Linked DNA regions of Mus musculus: regions 1, 2, 3, 4 and 6 are each linked to region 5. The links are chromatin contacts, called in public Hi-C, HiCAR-type, HiChIP or PLAC-seq and promoter capture Hi-C maps. All regions are on one chromosome and are shown on one strand. The core of a region is the stretch at or near the end of the contact, and the rest is flanking DNA. Distances in the headings are between cores, read along the strand shown. Region 1 holds the start of Mylip (myosin regulatory light chain interacting protein). Region 2 overlaps Jarid2 (jumonji, AT rich interactive domain 2). Region 3 overlaps Jarid2 (jumonji, AT rich interactive domain 2). Region 4 has its middle 30 kb from the start of Gmpr. Region 5 holds the start of Cd83 (CD83 antigen). Region 6 overlaps Jarid2 (jumonji, AT rich interactive domain 2).

The links. Promoter capture Hi-C pulls out the DNA fragments that hold promoters and counts their contacts. A called contact is a pair of places that touch in the nucleus more often than the background predicts. HiCAR-type assays count read pairs that join an accessible place to other places. HiChIP or PLAC-seq counts read pairs in DNA pulled down with a chosen protein or histone mark.
Region 1: a contact with region 5 is called in a promoter capture Hi-C map of stem cell-derived epiblast-like cells, with 6 times the contacts expected there. The contact joins the promoter of Mylip here to the promoter of Cd83 in region 5. A contact is called at or near these places in 5 of 39 promoter capture datasets (frontonasal cranial neural crest, hippocampal neurons, liver and 2 more), 1 of 484 Hi-C or Micro-C datasets (B cells) and 2 of 115 datasets of contacts at active chromatin or transcription factors (bone marrow-derived dendritic cells and embryonic forebrain).
Region 2: an H3K27ac HiChIP or PLAC-seq map of embryonic stem cells shows a contact between it and region 5, with 3 times the contacts expected there. The contact joins the enhancer-like site here to the promoter of Cd83 in region 5. A contact is called at or near these places in 10 of 39 promoter capture datasets (the 3T3-L1 cell line, cranial neural crest, frontonasal cranial neural crest and 6 more), 1 of 484 Hi-C or Micro-C datasets (cortical glia), 2 of 115 datasets of contacts at active chromatin or transcription factors (embryonic stem cells and stem cell-derived neural progenitor cells) and 1 of 9 other capture datasets (macrophages).
Region 3: a contact with region 5 is called in a HiCAR-type map of kidney, with 6 times the contacts expected there. The contact joins the enhancer-like site here to the promoter of Cd83 in region 5. A contact is called at or near these places in 11 of 39 promoter capture datasets (the HPC-7 cell line, cranial neural crest, embryonic stem cells and 6 more), 4 of 484 Hi-C or Micro-C datasets (bone marrow-derived macrophages, cardiomyocytes, cerebral cortex and 1 more), 7 of 115 datasets of contacts at active chromatin or transcription factors (cardiomyocytes, embryonic forebrain, forebrain and 4 more) and 2 of 9 other capture datasets (adipose tissue and embryonic stem cells).
Region 4: a contact with region 5 is called in a Hi-C map of B cells, with 11 read pairs. The contact joins the enhancer-like site here to the promoter of Cd83 in region 5. A contact is called at or near these places in 5 of 39 promoter capture datasets (embryonic stem cells, hippocampal neurons, liver and 2 more), 6 of 484 Hi-C or Micro-C datasets (B cells, cardiomyocytes, cortical neurons and 2 more), 4 of 115 datasets of contacts at active chromatin or transcription factors (bone marrow-derived dendritic cells, embryonic forebrain, forebrain and 1 more) and 1 of 9 other capture datasets (liver).
Region 6: a contact with region 5 is called in a promoter capture Hi-C map of pre-B cells, with 5 times the contacts expected there. The contact joins the enhancer-like site here to the promoter of Cd83 in region 5. A contact is called at or near these places in 7 of 39 promoter capture datasets (frontonasal cranial neural crest, hippocampal neurons, liver and 3 more), 1 of 15 datasets of contacts at CTCF or cohesin (pro-B cells), 5 of 484 Hi-C or Micro-C datasets (CD4 T cells, cerebellar granule neurons, cortical neurons and 2 more), 12 of 115 datasets of contacts at active chromatin or transcription factors (CD8 T cells, VIP interneurons, bone marrow-derived dendritic cells and 9 more) and 2 of 9 other capture datasets (embryonic stem cells and liver).

The regions. Positions count from the first base shown.
Region 1 is chr13:45,388,240-45,391,009 of GRCm38.p6, reverse strand. Mylip (myosin regulatory light chain interacting protein) reads right to left here and starts at 1,268. Exons shown (of 7, transcript NM_153789.3): 1 at 967-1,268. The coding sequence starts at 1,053.
Region 2 is chr13:44,850,351-44,853,268 of GRCm38.p6, reverse strand. The region is part of intron 3 of Jarid2 (jumonji, AT rich interactive domain 2); the gene reads right to left. Among named protein-coding and RNA genes, the nearest start is that of Jarid2, 120 kb to the right of the region's middle. Within about 2 kb of position 1,583, at least 6 of the 459 cell types and tissues checked have an H3K27ac peak or open chromatin away from gene starts, as enhancers often do. A contact at or near this core is called in embryonic stem cells, where this site is marked.
Region 3 is chr13:44,906,674-44,909,373 of GRCm38.p6, reverse strand. Jarid2 (jumonji, AT rich interactive domain 2) reads right to left here. Exons shown (of 18, transcript NM_001205043.1): 8 at 2,639-2,700; 9 at 1,788-1,880. Among named protein-coding and RNA genes, the nearest start is that of Dtnbp1, 94 kb to the left of the region's middle. Within about 2 kb of position 1,358, at least 106 of the 459 cell types and tissues checked have an H3K27ac peak or open chromatin away from gene starts, as enhancers often do. A contact at or near this core is called in cerebral cortex, forebrain, kidney and 1 more, where this site is marked.
Region 4 is chr13:45,475,979-45,478,808 of GRCm38.p6, reverse strand. No RefSeq gene overlaps it. Among named protein-coding and RNA genes, the nearest start is that of Gmpr, 30 kb to the left of the region's middle. Within about 2 kb of position 1,363, at least 17 of the 459 cell types and tissues checked have an H3K27ac peak or open chromatin away from gene starts, as enhancers often do. A contact at or near this core is called in B cells, where this site is marked.
Region 5 is chr13:43,783,798-43,786,834 of GRCm38.p6, reverse strand. Cd83 (CD83 antigen) reads right to left here and starts at 1,723. Exons shown (of 5, transcript NM_009856.3): 1 at 1,585-1,723; 2 at 1,368-1,489. The coding sequence starts at 1,621.
Region 6 is chr13:44,798,861-44,801,841 of GRCm38.p6, reverse strand. All of the region lies in intron 1 of Jarid2 (jumonji, AT rich interactive domain 2), which reads right to left. Among named protein-coding and RNA genes, the nearest start is that of Jarid2, 69 kb to the right of the region's middle. Within about 2 kb of position 1,656, at least 94 of the 459 cell types and tissues checked have an H3K27ac peak or open chromatin away from gene starts, as enhancers often do. A contact at or near this core is called in CD8 T cells, bone marrow-derived macrophages, pre-B cells and 3 more, where this site is marked.

The DNA of each region.
Region 1 (2,770 bases), core at 19-2,518, 1.6 Mb before region 5:
GCTTGGCCTTGCTTGACTATTTCTAGGGTCTGACCAATGGCACAGGGAAAGGGGTCCCCCCAAAACAGACTTCCCAAAAGGCTGAGGTAGAAGAACACACAGGGTGTTTTATTTCTTATTCCAATCGCTGGAATTCCCCCCGCCACCCCCCCCCTCCGCCCCGCAGCACCATCTGCACAGCTGATTTGGCAGCGTATTATCTGGACAGTTTTAACCATCTGGATTCCAAAAACACAAACGCATTGAGGAAGCATGCTACAAGTGTCAGCTAAGCTTTACAAGCGCCTTTCCAAACAGCTCAGGTCCACAGGTCTCGTAGACACAGTATTTCAAGGGGTCAAATGGGCCTGCCAATATCCATTAGGCACACCCCGTTAGGAGCCTTAGTCACCCTTAAGAAAACACACGTGTAAAGACCCCTCAAGAAGGAGGCTGCCTGCAGAACCGTCCCCCGCAAATTACTCAATATACTCTGGATCCCTAGCAAGCCTAGAGTGTCAGGTGAACAGTCCTTCTGAGAAGCGGCTTGAGATTCGGGCCCACCTGATCAGCTAGGGAGCCCCGGGGCCAGCGACCGCTTGCAACCATCTCATCCCGGGACGCGGGTGGCGCTGCCGGGCTTTGCAAGGACTCCACGGGAGGCATCACACACACACACACCTGCGGCAGGTGTGCCGGGCCACCTTCTTTAGAGAAAAGTGCCAGGCTAACGGACAGGGTGGAGGTTCCCAGCAGTGTTCTGGTCTCCGGGCCCCGGATCCCCCACCGTAAGCGTCCTCTATGCTCCCCCCGCCCCCCCCCCACCGCACTCTCCACTCGCGGGGAGGAGGAGGAGGCTGGAGCCTGGCGTCCCGGGAGCACTCCACGGGCCGCTGCTGCAACGTCGCCCGGCTCCCGGGGAGCATCCCCGAGCCCCGAGGCTTCCCGGGGACAAGAAGGGATCCCCTTTCCGATCGCCGCCCTCACCTGGTTGAGACAGTCCTCGCCGTTGGCTTTTGCCTCCACCTCTACCTCCATCAGCACCGCGTCCGGCCTCGTCACATAGCACAGCATGGCTGGGGCCGCCGCCACCGCCGCTTCTTCTCGGGTGTGCGCCGGAGCTGTCGCCTCACCGCAATTGCTCCAAGTCGACTCCGGGCTCCGTGAGGAAGGTGCAGCCGTGCGGCCACCCGCCCTGCACCCCACGCAGCCGCCACTCGCGTCCCCGCCACCCCCACGACAGCCAGTTCCCGGGAGCTACACGGCCGCGCCGCTCCGACAGCCCTACTGCCTGCGCCGCTACAGGCACGCGTCTTTTATAGAGGCCCCGCCCCTCCGGCACCGGACTCCGCCAATCACAGCGTGCTTGCCCCTCCTCCCCAGCTCCGGCAACCAATTCCCAGTCTCGGTGGGCTGAAGCCCCGCCTCCCGGCACCGCCTGTGGAGCTGCGGGAGGTGGGAGCCCATCCTCTCCCCAATCCCCAGCACGGTCGCGGCCTCTGCCACTGGGCGACGCTCCTCCCAGCCCGCTGTCGCCCGCAGCTCCAGGGGACGCCTTTCTGTCCGGGTTTGAGAGAACTGTGATCAAAGGCTCCTGTGATGCTACGTTGCTACTACGGTTCTCAGGACTCCTGCGTGGGGTTACTCTAATAACCAGGTGGTTTGTGAAAGCCAAAAGAGAAGCAAGCAAGACAGAGAGCCTAAAGAAGAGGCTTTTCCGCTGGCATTTGCCACCGTGGGTTGTCAAAAGAAGAATCTAAGTAGAAAAGTTTTTGCAGCTGACCCAATATAAGCCGGTAATTTGATCCAAGCACCATTCTTATATTAACTCGTGCCAAGGGTTTCTATGTGTGGGTTCTGCTACATTGAAACACCTTACCAAGTTATGTCACCCAGCCTATCTCTCATCCAATTCGTTCACTATACACCTGGTACACTCCCTGCCCTTTCTTTCAGACACCCAGATGTTACCCCATCTTAAAGATAACAGGCTCATCTCAGGACCTAGCAGGATGGGAATCTCAATACAAGAGATTAGTGGTTAAAGGTGTACAACCTTCATATTTTTACCACCTGTTTCTCTTGGCCTATACTGTCTTTTTTGGTTTCTAAGATAAGCCGGGAGATATGGGTTTCAGCCTTGGATCTTTGGAAAACTCCATCTCTCTGAAGCTCAGTGTCCTCGCAGAATGGAGACTAGCTATTTTTGGACACCCCCTCCTGCAAGCCGCCCCCCCTCGCCCCAGCACCGCTGGGAAGCAATCTAGCCATCCCTGCCTGCCAATGACCCTATCTCTGTGCCGTTTGTTTGCTGTGCGTTTAAGACGAAGTCTTGCTGTATAGCTCAACCTGGTGGTGCACCTCGTACTTGGGCTCAGTGATATTTATTTCTGACGATGGGGAAAACATCGGAGAAGGACTGGGATCTTAGCAGAGCCCTCGCGGAGAGAACTGTTCAGTCTTTTGGCTTTGTGTTTCAGGAACACATGGTACAGTTCTCGAACTGCTCCAAGTCCAGTGTAAGCTTGCATTCATCCACCGGTCTACTGCTCATTCCTTTCCTTCCCGGAAGCAGGTCTGGCACGTGTACCTGGGAGATAACATTTAGATTATCTAATCTGTGGCCCATCGCTGGAAATTTCACCATAAGGAGAGGAGGCAACATGGAAATTGGTTGTATTGCTTAATATTTTTGAAAGGCCAAAACTTAACCAGCTTAAACAAGGGGGAACTTAGGGGACAGATTTGGGGAAATTCCTAGATACTGGGAGTAGAAAGGAGCTGAAGAAGA
Region 2 (2,918 bases), core at 334-2,833, 1.1 Mb before region 5:
TTAACATGGAATTCTATATCAGGCAAAAAATACTGTGAAGTGAGAAGATGATTCTATTTTACCACATATGTACAACCCTTCACAGAATAAAATACATGAGGCTAAAACAAAGAACAGAACCTGCCACTGGCAGCAAATTATAAATATTAAACTCTTTCCAGTTTTTTGTTTTTTTTTTAAATGCCAGGGCATTAGATCTAAAGCAAAGAAAGTAACCAGTGCTAAATACACAGGGCAGGGTGAACCCTTTAATCTCAGCACTGGAGAAACACAGGCAGGTGGATTCCAAATCAGTACAGAGCAAGTTCCAGGAGATACATAAGAGACGGGGTGTGTGTGTGTGTGTGTGTGTGTGTGTGTGTGTGTGTGTGTGTGTAGAAGAAGAAGAAGAGTTTAAATACATCACTATTTACTTCATATTTACTTCCACAGTGATCTTTTGTTTGTCTATTTACTTTAGAGGTTCCAATAAGTTAGTGCATTTAACCCTGAACAATACCAGCAATGAGTTTTGACAAAAAGATGCTTTAAGACCCAATCTACTAGAGAACGCTCACAGGTATTCATATCCAGAAGTTAACTGGATTCAGTCGTGACATCACACAAACCCAGGAATTTTTACATGAAAAGCCACTTTAAATATAATAATCTAAAACCAGATTTCATTTCTTCTATGCCCTACGCTGGTAGCATTTTATCTAGTTTCGCAGATAACATTTCCTTTTGAAAAGCATGTTATACCAAAGGCATGATTTATGTTGGAAGACTACCTTCCTGTCAGAGATGTTGGCATTATGAAAAAGGGCCTCTACCAAAGCTAAAAAGATGACTAAGGTATGAATAGTCTCCATGGAATCTGTTCAACACCTGTTTTTATAAACTATAATTTGCACCACTCCTGATATCTGAAGGCATGCATTAGCTCAGTACAGGAAAATCACTACCATTCACCATAAAGATCCTTTTCATGACATTAGTTCACTTCAAAACGGGGAAAAGGGTTCTTGTATTTCCTCTGCCTACAGATCGCTGTGCCAGGAAATGGTGAAGAGACATAACACAGCACGCAAACCAAAACTCTCTGGTAATCCTGCAGTAACCCTATCACAACCATTACTGGTGGCTGACAGTGATTATCAGACACACAGACTATATATACCACACACCTTTATTCTCTTCCAACTCAGCTGGCTCATTTGACAACTGTGGTTATCAGTTTATCCTCACAACTCCTCCTCTAAAATGTTGTCCTCTCCACTACTCTGCACGGTATTGACCTGAATCTCTTCATCTTTGTTTCTACACGCACTGAAACACTTGAAAATGTTTCCTCCACAAGACTGCCTGAAGGAATGAGACAGACAGCTTAAGGGAAAGGTCTAAGCAGGGTCATCATCAATTTTTTTGAACGTAAACAAATACACGAACAGAAAACTCTGATGTATATTATAAATATCACCCATTAAAAAAAGGAAGGGGGTGGAAGGTCAAGAATAAGGACACATAACTAATTACACTGCTGGGAAGGCTGAGGGCAGGGTCAAAGACAGCCTGAACAACCTCTTTCAATTAATTAACATATAAACAAAAACCCCACAGGAGCACTCAGTTGTATTGCAAGTGTCCAGCCTTCATTTGAAAACACTGCCCACTGCCCAAAGGAGCAGAAAACTCCAGGGCAGCTTTGTCTTCCATGAAGACTGGCTTCAATGATATCTTGAATGGACAGGATAAAAGGAACATATCGGGCTTTTGAAATAGGAATGATACAGACTCAGAAAGAACCACACGGTCTACTATTTTCTACCTTCTACCTTCTAACTATATCAGGGACCAACTATGGCACAAGTATACTGAGTATATACAGCTTAACCTGATTTCTCAAAGAGAATGTTACAGAGCACAAGGTCATCTTAAACAACAGACAATTTTTGTAGTATGTAAGAATTATCATTACAAATATTGTTCTTCATGGGTAAAATGCATTCAAATGCATATAGACTCTAGAATGAGTCAACAGCACGACCTCACTCTCCTCTACTTACTGTTTTCTTTCCCTAACATAAGTGAAAACAGGTTAACTAAGACCATTCACACAGTAGCAGTAACTAAATGGTAAAAGGATAAGCTATCAATCACCACAATTCAGATCAGAAAAAAAAAAAGTTAACTACAAAGCATGCATATATATATATATATATATATATATATATATATATATCATGACCCTGGACTTTTAGGGTTGAGAATTTTTGTCCCAGAAATTCTAAATATCAAATACGATGACAATCTGCAGGAATTCCAATTCATCTATTCTAATTAAAAAAAAAAAAAAAAAAAAGCCAAAGACAACCCACTAAATACAGAACAAAACCAAAACAAAGTATTTCTTCACACTGTAAAACTAACAGATTCAAGTCTATAATCCAACTTTGAGTGTGTCTCACACTAGCATAATTAGGGGCTAAGTAAATGGCTGAACAATTAAAAGCATGTACTGCTCTTTCGGAAGACTCAAATTCGATTCACAGCACCAAATCAGATGGCCTCCATTACAGAGAGATCCAACAATCAGCTTCTACAACTCATGTACACAACCCACAAAGACACACCCATACATGTAATTTAAAAATAAAATCACTTTTTGCAAAAGTGATAAAAAGCCAGTATTACCTATCTAACCATAAGCCACACATACCTAATAAGTTTTACTAAAAGAGTTTGACTGTTAGCTCGAACTGATACTGTAATTAATTCTACTCTCCCGCCTTCCTTTTTCATTTGCGACAATGAAATCTTTTGCTTTGATTTTTTAAAAAGTTTACTTTTATGTGTATGAATGCTTTCCCTGCGTGTGAGTAAGCTACCACGGGCATAAGCCAGATCCCTGAACCTGGAGTGACAGGTGGTTCTGAGCC
Region 3 (2,700 bases), core at 109-2,608, 1.1 Mb before region 5:
GAAATAAGGTGTGTGTGTGTGTGTGTGTGGGGGGGGGGGGGGGGAAGGTCAATGAGCCTGCTAAACTCACTTTTATCCCTGGAAAAGAAACTTTCCTTGGAAAGAAAGAACTTACTCCAAAACTGACCTCAAAATGTACCACACACACACACAGAGAGAGAGAGACAGAGAGAGAGAGAGACAAACAGACAGACAGCTGGCAACAAACTGAGCTGATTAGATTAGGAAAGGGATAGTTTGAGAAGGCACTGCAATCAAGAGTGAAGGAATGATGTCATGTTCCTTTAAGATGGCCCTGCCTCCAACCTCAGCTGCACTTTCAATCCATTCTCCTCCCACCAAACCTTACTGTGAAAAACTCAACCAATGAGCATCCAGGATGAGACTGCAACCCAAATCCCAGGAATAGAGGCCTGTCTGAAGGGCCAAACGGCCACAAACCATAAAGGAATGCCATGTACCATTCAGTACCATTCCTGAATGGACCCTTTACTCAGAAAGAACACCCTGTGATTCAGACTGATGGATCAGAGCTGAAACCTGCAGGCACTAATGTCCAGAGGAGGCACAAGGACTGAGTCCACAGCAGCCGGCACAAACTAAAATACGAATTTCAGCAAACCTGCAATTTCCTTTATTCAGATTACAGTTTACAGCAAAATCTAGTCTTTCTAAGGAAAAAAAAAAAAATCCTAAATAGAAGCTTGTAGAGGCCTTTAAAGTGAGCTGTGGCCAGCAGTAACCATGAGCTCAACACAGGAGGGGCGACACAGGCTGAACCCTCTCAATCTGGCCTGTCTGCCATAGTGTCAATGAGGTGTCAAGAAGCAACCATAGGCTGGGCGTGGTGGCGCACGCCTTTAATCCCAGCACTTGGGAGGCAGAGGCAGGCGGATTTCTGAGTTCGAGGCCAGCCTGGTCTACAGAGTGAGTTCCAGGACAACCAGGGCTGCAAAGAAACCCTGTCTCGGAAAAAAAAAAAGAAGAAGAAGAAGCAGCCAAAACGGCCACATGGGTGTCAGACCAGTCCTGGACAGAGCTGACCCCGGGGTTGGCAGTGGATGTCAGGCTCCGGGCTACAGAGCTAGGTAGAGCATGAGCAGCAAGAGAGTTATCCAAGTTCTAAATCAGAGTCAACTAAAAAGCTGGCTGGGAACCTGTCACCCAGAAGGAGAAGCTACACCTCCCCAACACTGCTCTTCCTAGCTCTGTGCTGAGCCAGGAATCAGAACTGGCTTCTCTCCCTTCACAAACCAGCCACTGCTAGATTCCTATGTCAGCAGCTGTAGGGTCTGAAGGACTCTGCTGGGCACTGGCCAGGGAATATACACAAACAGGACCAGCTCTATTCTGCAGCACCTCACACGGACCAGCTGCTAATTGGCCCGGGCACACAAGAGCACACTGTCTTCCAACACTGCACTAACTCCAAGAAGAGAGCTGGCAGAAGCACAAACATGGCCACCTGCCAATCCCATTACATGAAGAACAGGAAAGGAGAAAAGCACACCACGACTTGAGGGGATTCCAGACATTCTCCTCCAGAACACACAGAGAGGATGGGAAGGAGGCAGTTCCCTGAGCGTGAAAACTGCCAGCTGGACCAGCGATGGAGCCCAGGCACGCCCCCCAGGCCCTTCCAGCAGACTAGGGAATTCCCAGAGTAAAATGCTTGGCTGCCCAAGCACAGACACACGGAACAACCTCTGCCTTTGTGTCCCATCATACTGCACCAAGACCCTTCCTAGTGTCACAGGACGTTGTATGGAGATGGCTAACTTACTTACCTCAATCTCTGCTGGTGCGGGCTCCTTGCTGAAACACATGTTCATGATGTTTCTTGCTGTTCGATAAAAAGTTGTTAGAGAAACAGATCTTCCCTGAAACAAAGAAAACAGAAGAAGAGTTTGGCTTAAGACATGTTATGTTAAGACATAAATTTCTGTCATAGGTCTCTGTCCAGTGGCTTCCCCATAGTGACAAAGACACACTGTGTGCTCAATAGGTGACAACACCCACCTAAGTTTGTTATCCCAGTACACTGTGCTCGGGAAAGCAACACCAAGAGGTGAGCATGAAGACAGGGGTGGGTTTGCTCTCCAGCAAGGCAAGGCTCGGCATGAGGTTGACAAGGTTACTTTCCTGCAACTTGAAACCTTTCTAAGCTCCCTAAGTACAAGAAGGATCTAATGTAAACACTACCACAGATGCAACAGACAGGGGTGATGGGCATGCCCCTGCAGCCACCCGCAGTGCCACAGACAAGTTGTGGGCACCTGGGCCAACCATGTCAGCTTTTTCCAACTAAATCTTTATTTAACATATCAGGTTTATAAAAACAACAAGAAATATTTCCTGGGGTTTAATATACTATCATAGTATCGGCTTTAAATAACTACCAACAGGCATGGAGAGCACGCCATTTCATGACAGTTCTGTGTTGCCAAAGACTCACCTAATGCTGTAAATGAGAAAGAGCCCAACCTCTAGAAGCAACACAGAAAGTCTCCTCTGTGATATTTGGTCACAGCAGCTCAGAACAGTCCTAAGACAGCGTCCTAGCGCTCATCCCACAGAACAAGTCAGCTTCCTCCGGCTCCAGCAGGGCAGGGCACACCCTACCGCACAGCCCACTCACCTTATAGATGCACTTGTGGAAGTCATTGAGGACACCTTTGTCTTCTTCCTCCTCTTTGACCA
Region 4 (2,830 bases), core at 114-2,613, 1.7 Mb before region 5:
ATAAAATGTTTCCAACTTAAAAAAAAAAAAAGGCCCAGGTTGATTATAGCTTCTGCAGGCTTTTAGGATATTAGTGAACTTGTACAGTCTTGTTACTTTTCCTAGGCACTGTTCTATGGCTGTGAAGAGACACCATTGGTGTCTACCTTGGTAGGCAGCTCCTATAAAATAAGACATTTAATTGGAGGCTGACTTATAGTTTCAGAGGTTTACTCCATCCTCAGGACAGAGAGCATGGCGGCAGGCAGGCAGGCAGGCAGGCAGGCATGGTGCTGGAGAAGTTGAGAGCTACACCTGCTCCTTAGGCAGAGAGAGAAAGTGGGGAGGAAGGAGGGGAGGAGGAGGGAAGAGACAGAGAGAGAAAGACAAAGAGACACATGCCGACAGAGACAGACAGACAGACAGCAGACTAACTGACTCACTGGGCTTGGCACAGGCTTTGGAAACTTCAAAATCTACCCCTCAGTGACACACCTCCTCCAACAAGGCCATGCCTCCTAATCCTTCTCAAGTAGTGCCACTCCCTGATGACTAAGCATTCAAACAAGTGAGCCTACAGGGACCATGCTTATTCAAATTATCGTATTTCTTATACTATAAGAACTGAAACGCTCAATGAAATCTCAACATGAAGCCCTAAGTTTGATCCCCAGTACTGTAGTAAACCAACAAATAATCAGGACAACTGCAAAGTCAGTAGAAAGAAAAAGCAGGGACTAGAGATACACACACACACATACATACACACACACATACAAACACACACACACATACACATACACACATACACACACACACACACACACACACACACACACACACACACACGGGCATAAACACCACACACAGGCACACAGAGGAAAAATCTCGTATTTCTCAAGGAACTTACAAGGAAATACATCATTCCTGATGGCTGGTTTCTTGTCACCAAATTGAAGAAGTGACTTACCAGAGGGGCTTGCTCTTGGCCACTATGTAATAAAGCTATAAATCATTAAGCAATCAGGTTCTGTCAGTGATAACTGAGAAACTGCTGCTAGAACTCACATTTTTCTGGGCAGGCTGGCAAGAATCGGCAAGGATGCTATTTATCCTTAGCATGCAACAGAAACGACTCCATTTTACACAGCCTCTCAGTATTTCTCACCTTTCCCTCATCTTGGATGCTGGAAGCGTCTTTTAATTAACTTACACCTTCATATGTCATGTCTTGTGTCAACATCAGGAGTTCTGGAAGAAACTGAAAGTGAGAGTCAAGAAAATGCTAAGCCAATGTCTCATCTCAACAATTTAGGTCTTTTGTGCTGGAAAATGATGCTGGGAGTAATGTGCCATTGCTTCCAGTAGAGGGCGCTCAGACACTGGCTTTCAAATTTACAGTTCTTCAGCTAGCTTGAGTAGGAATTGTCTTTATCCATGGCTGTGTCCTTGTAGAACTCCGATTTTCTCATGGCTCTAGTGGAATGCTCTGCCCATACCAACACACACTACACCCTTTAAGGAAAACTAGCTGCTGGTGGCAATTGGGCTGACAACAGAGTTTAATTAATTAAGGGGAGATCGAAGGAGTTACTGACCAGAGGTGGGCAAGACACTAAAGGATCAGAAAGTGACTCAGAAGAGTTGGGAAACTCTGCTATGGTCCCATAACTTATGTAGAAAGCACTCAGAAACACTGCGTGAGTTGCCCAGACAGAAGAGATGAGCTTTGGCCAACAACAGAACAAACTTTACAGCTGGCACACGCCAGGGGACCTCAGACTCTACAGACAGCAAAGACACAGGGTTCAGAACACCCATGTCATTTACTATAGTATTATCTAACATAAGACATATGTACATATATGTCTATATGTATATCATGTATTGTCAACATGTATTGTGTATATGTATTCATGTATTGACTAGCATATATACCATGTAGTGTCTATATGTATATTACATATTGTCTAGCATGTATATCATGTGTTGTCTATATGTATATATTACACACACACACATATATATCATGTATTACCTATATATCACATATTGTCTATATGTGTATCATATATTGTTGTATGTATATCACATATTGTCTAGATGTACATCATGTATTGTCTAGCATGCATATCATGTGTTGCCTAAATTATGTCATGTTTTACCTATGCATATATCATGAATTATTTATATATATATCATATATTGTCTGAGTATATATAACATATTGTCTAGTATGTATATAATGTATTTATATGTATAGAAAGTATTGTCTAGTATGTATAACATGTATGACCCTGTCCCTAGAGAGACAGAAGAACCCGGGTGACTAGATATCTGATCATGATAGAGAGGAAGAGGACACTCTTATGTTCCACTGTTGTGACAACTTTTCCCACTGTTGTCCCTGCCCTGCCCTTGCTTGGGCTTCTGAATGCCCTGAGGCCAAGCCTGAGCCGGAGGCAGAAGTTTATTTCTGCACTGGGCACTGACCCTAAGGCCTCATGAGCATCGGGCCAGTGTTCCATCCTTGGTCTCTACTTCCAGCTGGAGTTCCCGCCTCGGTTTCCTTGACTAAAACTCTGGGCTGCTCTTCCCAGAGACCACAGTTGGGGTTACCATCTACCTTCCAAACTTGTCTCAGCTTGGCACAGAGCAGGGCCACTTCCCTGTGTCCTTCTCTAAGCCTAAGAGGTCTCTTCGCATAAAATCCAGCATTCTATGTTTGAAGTAAATCCAAGGATAGTTTGTCCAACTTTCTATTAAAGAATAGAATTAAATTGAACAGATAGATGGTCATCGACTTTTAGCATGAACAGACGTAGATGGTCAGACTTGCACCTTCTTTAAG
Region 5 (3,037 bases), core at 474-2,973:
TTTTGCCTACTCAAACAATTCTTGGACTCCGGTTTACTGAGCTCAGACAGAAGAAAAGAGAAACAAGAAAGAAAGGGGCGGGGACACACACACACACACACACACACACACACACACACACACTGTTCTACACAGCAGTGGCCTGAGATCTCCATGGTATCACCTCCTTCCTGACACAAACTTAGATTCAGTAACAGGGTGGACCCTGGGCGCTGGGCAGAGTGCAGAGTGCACAGGGAAGTCATTATCTTTGGGGAATTAACACTTCAGTTGGTTGAGTTGTTTGGGTTTTGCTTTGATGCTTAGTATTTCAAACCTTCGGACTTTGTGTGTGTTGGGCAAGCCTTGCACCGCTGAGCTGCCACCCTCCTTCCCCCCAGGCCAGACAAGTGGCTAAAGTGGGTAAACACACCACCACACACATACACATACACACACACACTTCCCATTCTGCCTCGCACGTTTAAACTTCTCATAACATCATTCTTTGTGGGAAGAAGGCAGTCCCGTGTTTCTTGAAAACTGAGAGCATACAGAGGCTTCCTCCTCAGAGCCACCCCCGGGGGGGATTTAATTCATGTTGCCTTCAGATGGAGGTGGCCTCTCTCAGAACCTCGCTGAAAGCCGAGGTGCAAAGGAACCTCGCTGAAAGCCGAGGTGCAAAGGCCGGCTCTATTAAATTACAGCAGCTGGGCTTTAAAATACCAGAGGAATTACAATGTTGGAGTCTGAGGGCTCTCACTGAAAGGAAACCTTTCAAATGTCTTGCTGCGTGCAACTCAATTTCCCACCACAGAAGCAGAGATGCGGTCTCTCCTGTTTGGGCCTCGGGCTCCAGCACATTTCTAAGGAAATCTTCATTCTTGGCCAGACCCGACCCCTCAGAGGCTTCCATGAAGAAGCAAGGTGGCAGACGAGCCAATAGCGAGCCTTAGCTGAAAAGAGATGATCGCTCCTAACTACCTCTTGTGGCCAGCCTAAGCCACCTGAGACCCTCTTTGAGATGGTGCCATGGTCACAAGGCACAAGAAATCAGGAGTCTAGGGACATGCTCCCGGTCCCATGCCCAAATCTAGGCCCATGTTGCTTTCACTGCAGCTCTCTGGCTGCACCCACAGGTGCCCTGTAACATGGATCCAATCCCTTGGAAACCTCTGGTGGGATCATTCACGCCAAGCCGCTTTTGATCATGATCTGTATCCTAACATAAGGGAGCGTGGGCCATGGATGCGGATGAAGGGAGGTGGGAGAAAATGGGGTATCAGAATGGTTGGAGTGCCCAATCCAGGGCCCCTGGAGACCCGGTCTCTCACGTGCCTGTTTCCACTGTCCCTGCAAGGGACCGCGCAAACCCCAGTGGAGCTTACCTTGGCCCAGGACACTGCATAGGAGAGCTGCGGGTCCCAGGGCGCTGTGCAAGGCAAGTCGGCGGTCTCGGAGCAAGCCACCGTCACCTCCCGCATCGCCATCGCGGGTGCCAGGCTGCAGGCTACAAGAGAGAGGGGGGAGAAACAGAGCGGCGTAAGCAAGGCCACCGAGGCGGGGTCGCGGGTAGCACCGAGCGATCGGGCTTGGGGGCCGTACCGCAGCCTAGAAACAGGAGCTGGAGGCCTTGCGACATGGCTGGAGCGCTGCGACACTGTCCGGGCCGGCCCCCTGGGCGCGCGCCGTGCTCTTGTACCCGCGCTTGGGACTTCCCCGCGCGCCGGCCCCGGGGACTCCCCAGTCGGAGGAGGCGGGTAGCCTGGTCCCCGCCCCGCGCGCGTCCCCAAGTCCGCGTTGCTGCTGCGGCTGGCCAGCGGCAACAAGCAGCTCCGCGGAACCGCCCCGCGCCCTGAGGCTTCGGAAGCCGCGATGGCACGCGCCACCCCAGCTAGATGACCCTCAAACCCATCGAGTGGGTCATGCAGATTCAGATAGGGTGGGCAGCTTCCTCTGAAACCCAGGGCTGTGGCGACCTGCTACTCTCCAGATTTTGTGATAGGGACAGACACCCTAGGCTTCCTGAGAAGTGGCAAACGCCTGCAGTCCTTGGCTTGCTGCCTTCTTTCGGGTTATCGCTCGGCCTTGTTTACGTTGTTTGAGCAAGGGAGATCTTTTTATACTAAAGCATTAATTACACACATGCTCATAAGTCTTTTAGAAAACAATGTCTAAAAGAATCTTGAGTCCATCTGCTTTGCATCTGCTCCCCAAGGCTCAGGGACCAGGGGGAAGACAGGACAGAAAGATTTTAAGTGCCAGAGATCTGGAAGGAGAACGGTGTCTGCTGGACATGACTCTGAAGTCACAGGAGCAGTGATGATTTTCACATGCTCAAGGCAGGCAACCTTTCAGCATACTGGGGGAAGGGATTCACAATTGCCCACCCCTAACTGGGGAGCTATGGATAGTTGGCGGCTATGGAGGAGGGAGACCACCCTCCCCCCACAGGTCAATCATTCTCCAGTGGACGCCCACATCCAGAAGTGTATGGCCATCTCAAATTAGATTTTTCTTTTAAATAGATCAAATCACCTCTAATTCCCAGAAGCAACCCCACTTAACATTTTGGTGTACTGACTATTCTATGTCTGTACCCTTATACAGCATTCTAATACTGTTCCCTTCCCATTATCTTTTTCATCCTGTGTTAGCTTAGTTTAACAGTTTACGAGCAGTTTCACAATACTAAAAATAGTTTCAGCAACTGCTTGGTGGCTGTGCCATATTCCATTGGGCCACAAATTAGAGCCCATTAGGTAGTGTTGGGCACTTGGATGGCTTTTTTACTTTATTATTTTTTCCTTCAGATATGAAGGCATTTTGTTTTTACCAAGTCCACCCCCCACCTCCCCAACTCCAACTCCTCCCAGATCCCTCCCTCCATCTCCCTCCCAAGTTCATGTTCTCTCTCAATCTCTCATATATATTACATATATACATATATATACACATATGCATATGCAAATATACATATATACATCATATAATCATTATACATCATATATACATCATATGCACGTATACATGTACATATATACATATACATCACATG
Region 6 (2,981 bases), core at 407-2,906, 1.0 Mb before region 5:
TGTGTCGTGGTTTTTTCATGTTGGAGTCCAGGGCCTCGTGCATTATAGGCAGTCTGTGTCCACCACCACCACCACCACCCCACCACCCCCACCCCCCGGTGTGGTGTGGAGTTCAGAGAGATCCCTATGGGGTCAGGTCTCACCTACCATGTGGATGCCAGGGCTCAGCAGGCTTGGCAGCACTTTTACCTGCAAGGCCTTCAACCACATTTTAGTAATTTTGAAATGAAACTAAATTTCAAGCACAAAATAAGGTCTCAACATGTGACAAGCTATTCTCCTACTCTCTCGGTAGATCCTACAATCAACCACACTCAACTACAGGTTAACGCTTATTGATCAGTGTAGGCATCACCAGATCCCGCTCATACAATCCTACCACTTTCCTCTATTATTTATTCCTTTCCATTTACTAAAGTCTGGGGACTGAGGCTAGAGGGCTCAGAGCAAAAAGTGCTTTTCTGAGCAAGAATGAAGACCTCAGTTTAGACCTCCAGTAGCCAAAGTGAAAGGCCAGTGAAATGGTGGGTGCAGCAAGGGGAGGTCGGGGATAGGAAAGTGGAGGGGTTTAGGAGGTCAGAAGTTTAAGATGAGAAAACATTGCATACAAACGAAAAGACTAAGCAAGTAGTAATAAAATAATTGGCTTCTGGTGTGTCTGAAAACAGTTCACATAATTAATATATATATATATATATATATATATATATATATATATATCAATCTTTGAAGGAAAAAAAAGTTTAAATGAATAAAGGGGACTGGAGAGACGGCTTGGCGGTTAAAAGCACTGACTGCTATTCCAGAGGCCCTGGGTTCAATTCCCAGCAATCACATGGTGGTTCACAACCATCTGTAATGGGATAAGATGCCCTCTTCTGGTGTATCTGAAAACAGTGTACTCATAAATTTAAAAAAAAAAACAAAACAAAAACTGACAGGCATATCAATAATTTCTATTGTACAGCATAAGACCTTTTCTGGGGAAACCTGGTCAACCAAGTGTAGCAAGTGGCAGGTCCTTAAACAAAAGACCAAACTAATTACTATCTACTGCAGCAGTTCTCCACCTTCCTAATGCTGTGACCCTTTCATACAGCTACTCAGGTTGTGGTGACCAACCATAAAATCATCTTCCTTGCTATTTCATAAGTGAAATTTTGCTACTCTATGAAACATATATAATATAAGTATTTTTAGAAACAAAGGTTGTCTTTGTTGGTCATGGCACAGGTGAAACCCACTGGACTACACCATTCCCTTATGCAAATGCTGAGACTCCCTACACTCACCTTACTATGCTACTGCAAAGTAAAATTTCAAGTATATGTGAGAACAGCTTGCAAATTTTCCAGGCCAAATGTGCAGGAGCAGGAAAGACTGCATGGGGGAAAGGAACCTTCGTGTAAATAGGTCCACCCAGCAAAGGAGAAGACAGAGGCTGGAGTGGGGGAGCTGCTACTTCTCTGCACCAATGTTTCACTTTTCCACTGACAAGAAAATTATACAAAACCACCAAATTAACATTTTCCCTAACATCACAGGGACAGGAAGGAAAGCGTGGGCAGAAAACACACTTCCTCTTGAGAACAGTCTCTTTTATTTCACTCTTTAAAAGGAAAAGGGAAAAAAAGCGACCATCAGTGGGTGCGTCATGGTCGCTGCCTAAGTTCAGAGCTGACTACTTGCTACCTCATTGGGTATGACCCAATACGGTTCTCGGGCATCTCAAGACTGCTAGCTAGGCAAGCCAGACTTCTGTAATATCACTATGCCAGTATTTTTAATAGTCTTATTAGTAAAAAGGGGCTAGGAGTGATGGTGCACACCTTTAAATCCCATCACTGGACAGGAAGAGGCATGTAGATCTCCGTGACTTGAAAGACAGCCTAGGCCAAATGGTAAGTTCCTGTCTCATGGAAAGACTGCTCCGACTCAGTGAGTAAGAGCTCTGGCAAGAGCAGAGTTCTGTTTCTAGCACCATGCCAAACAGTTCAAAACCTGTAACTCCAGCTCCATGAGAATCCACAAATCCTCTTCTGTATCCTGCACGTACCTCTCTCTGACATACGCACGTGCACTTAGTTAAAAATAAAAAGAAATCTTTACATAATGACCCAGCCCTCGGGGACCAGAAGTGGGTAAGTCTGAGTTTCGGTGCATCCTGGTGTAAGTCACAGTCCAATTCCATGCCAGCTACCACTACCTGGGCTCCAAAAATAAACTTTTTAACATATCAACTTATCTTTCAAATACAGCTGTTCTTTAGCACAAATTTTGACTTTATATAAGGACTCCTTCTTTCCCACAATTGTCACCTTAAACAAATAAATGTGACAACACAAAGAGCCCATCCTAATGAATACTACTCACTATCAGCATACAGGAAAAAAGAAAAGGTAGCCAAGCATCCTACCTACATTGTGGCAGTGAACACTAGGAAACCAGAGAAAGGAAACTATACCAAAATAGCCACAGAAGAAGAGCAAGATGTCACAGGATGAAGGTGCTGTCCAAAGCCTGCTGCCCTAAGTTCCATGCCTCAGATCCTCATGATAGAGAGAAACACTATATCAAGGCACACCTTCCTCCCTACACCCACCACACAGCAAACAGGTGGATATGGCTTAATTTATTTTTAAAAAAACAACAGCAGACACTAGAAAAACAATTTCTACTAAAACAAACATGTCAGATATTAAGATTTAAACAGCACTGAGAAGTAGAAAGTGTTTGAACTGCATGCAGTGAGGTGGCAATTGCCCTGTATGACATATTAATAATCTTCATCAACAAGAAATTAAACACACCCACCCTACTGGCTCAACCAGACTACTTTTACTGATTCATTGTAACTTTCACATAGCACACCCCAATCCTGTGTATCTCCCCATTTCTCCATATGTGCCCTCTGCCTTTGCAATGTCCCCAAAAATTAAAACAAACAACAAATCGGTGTGGAAGCTGTGGTGTGTCCCAGT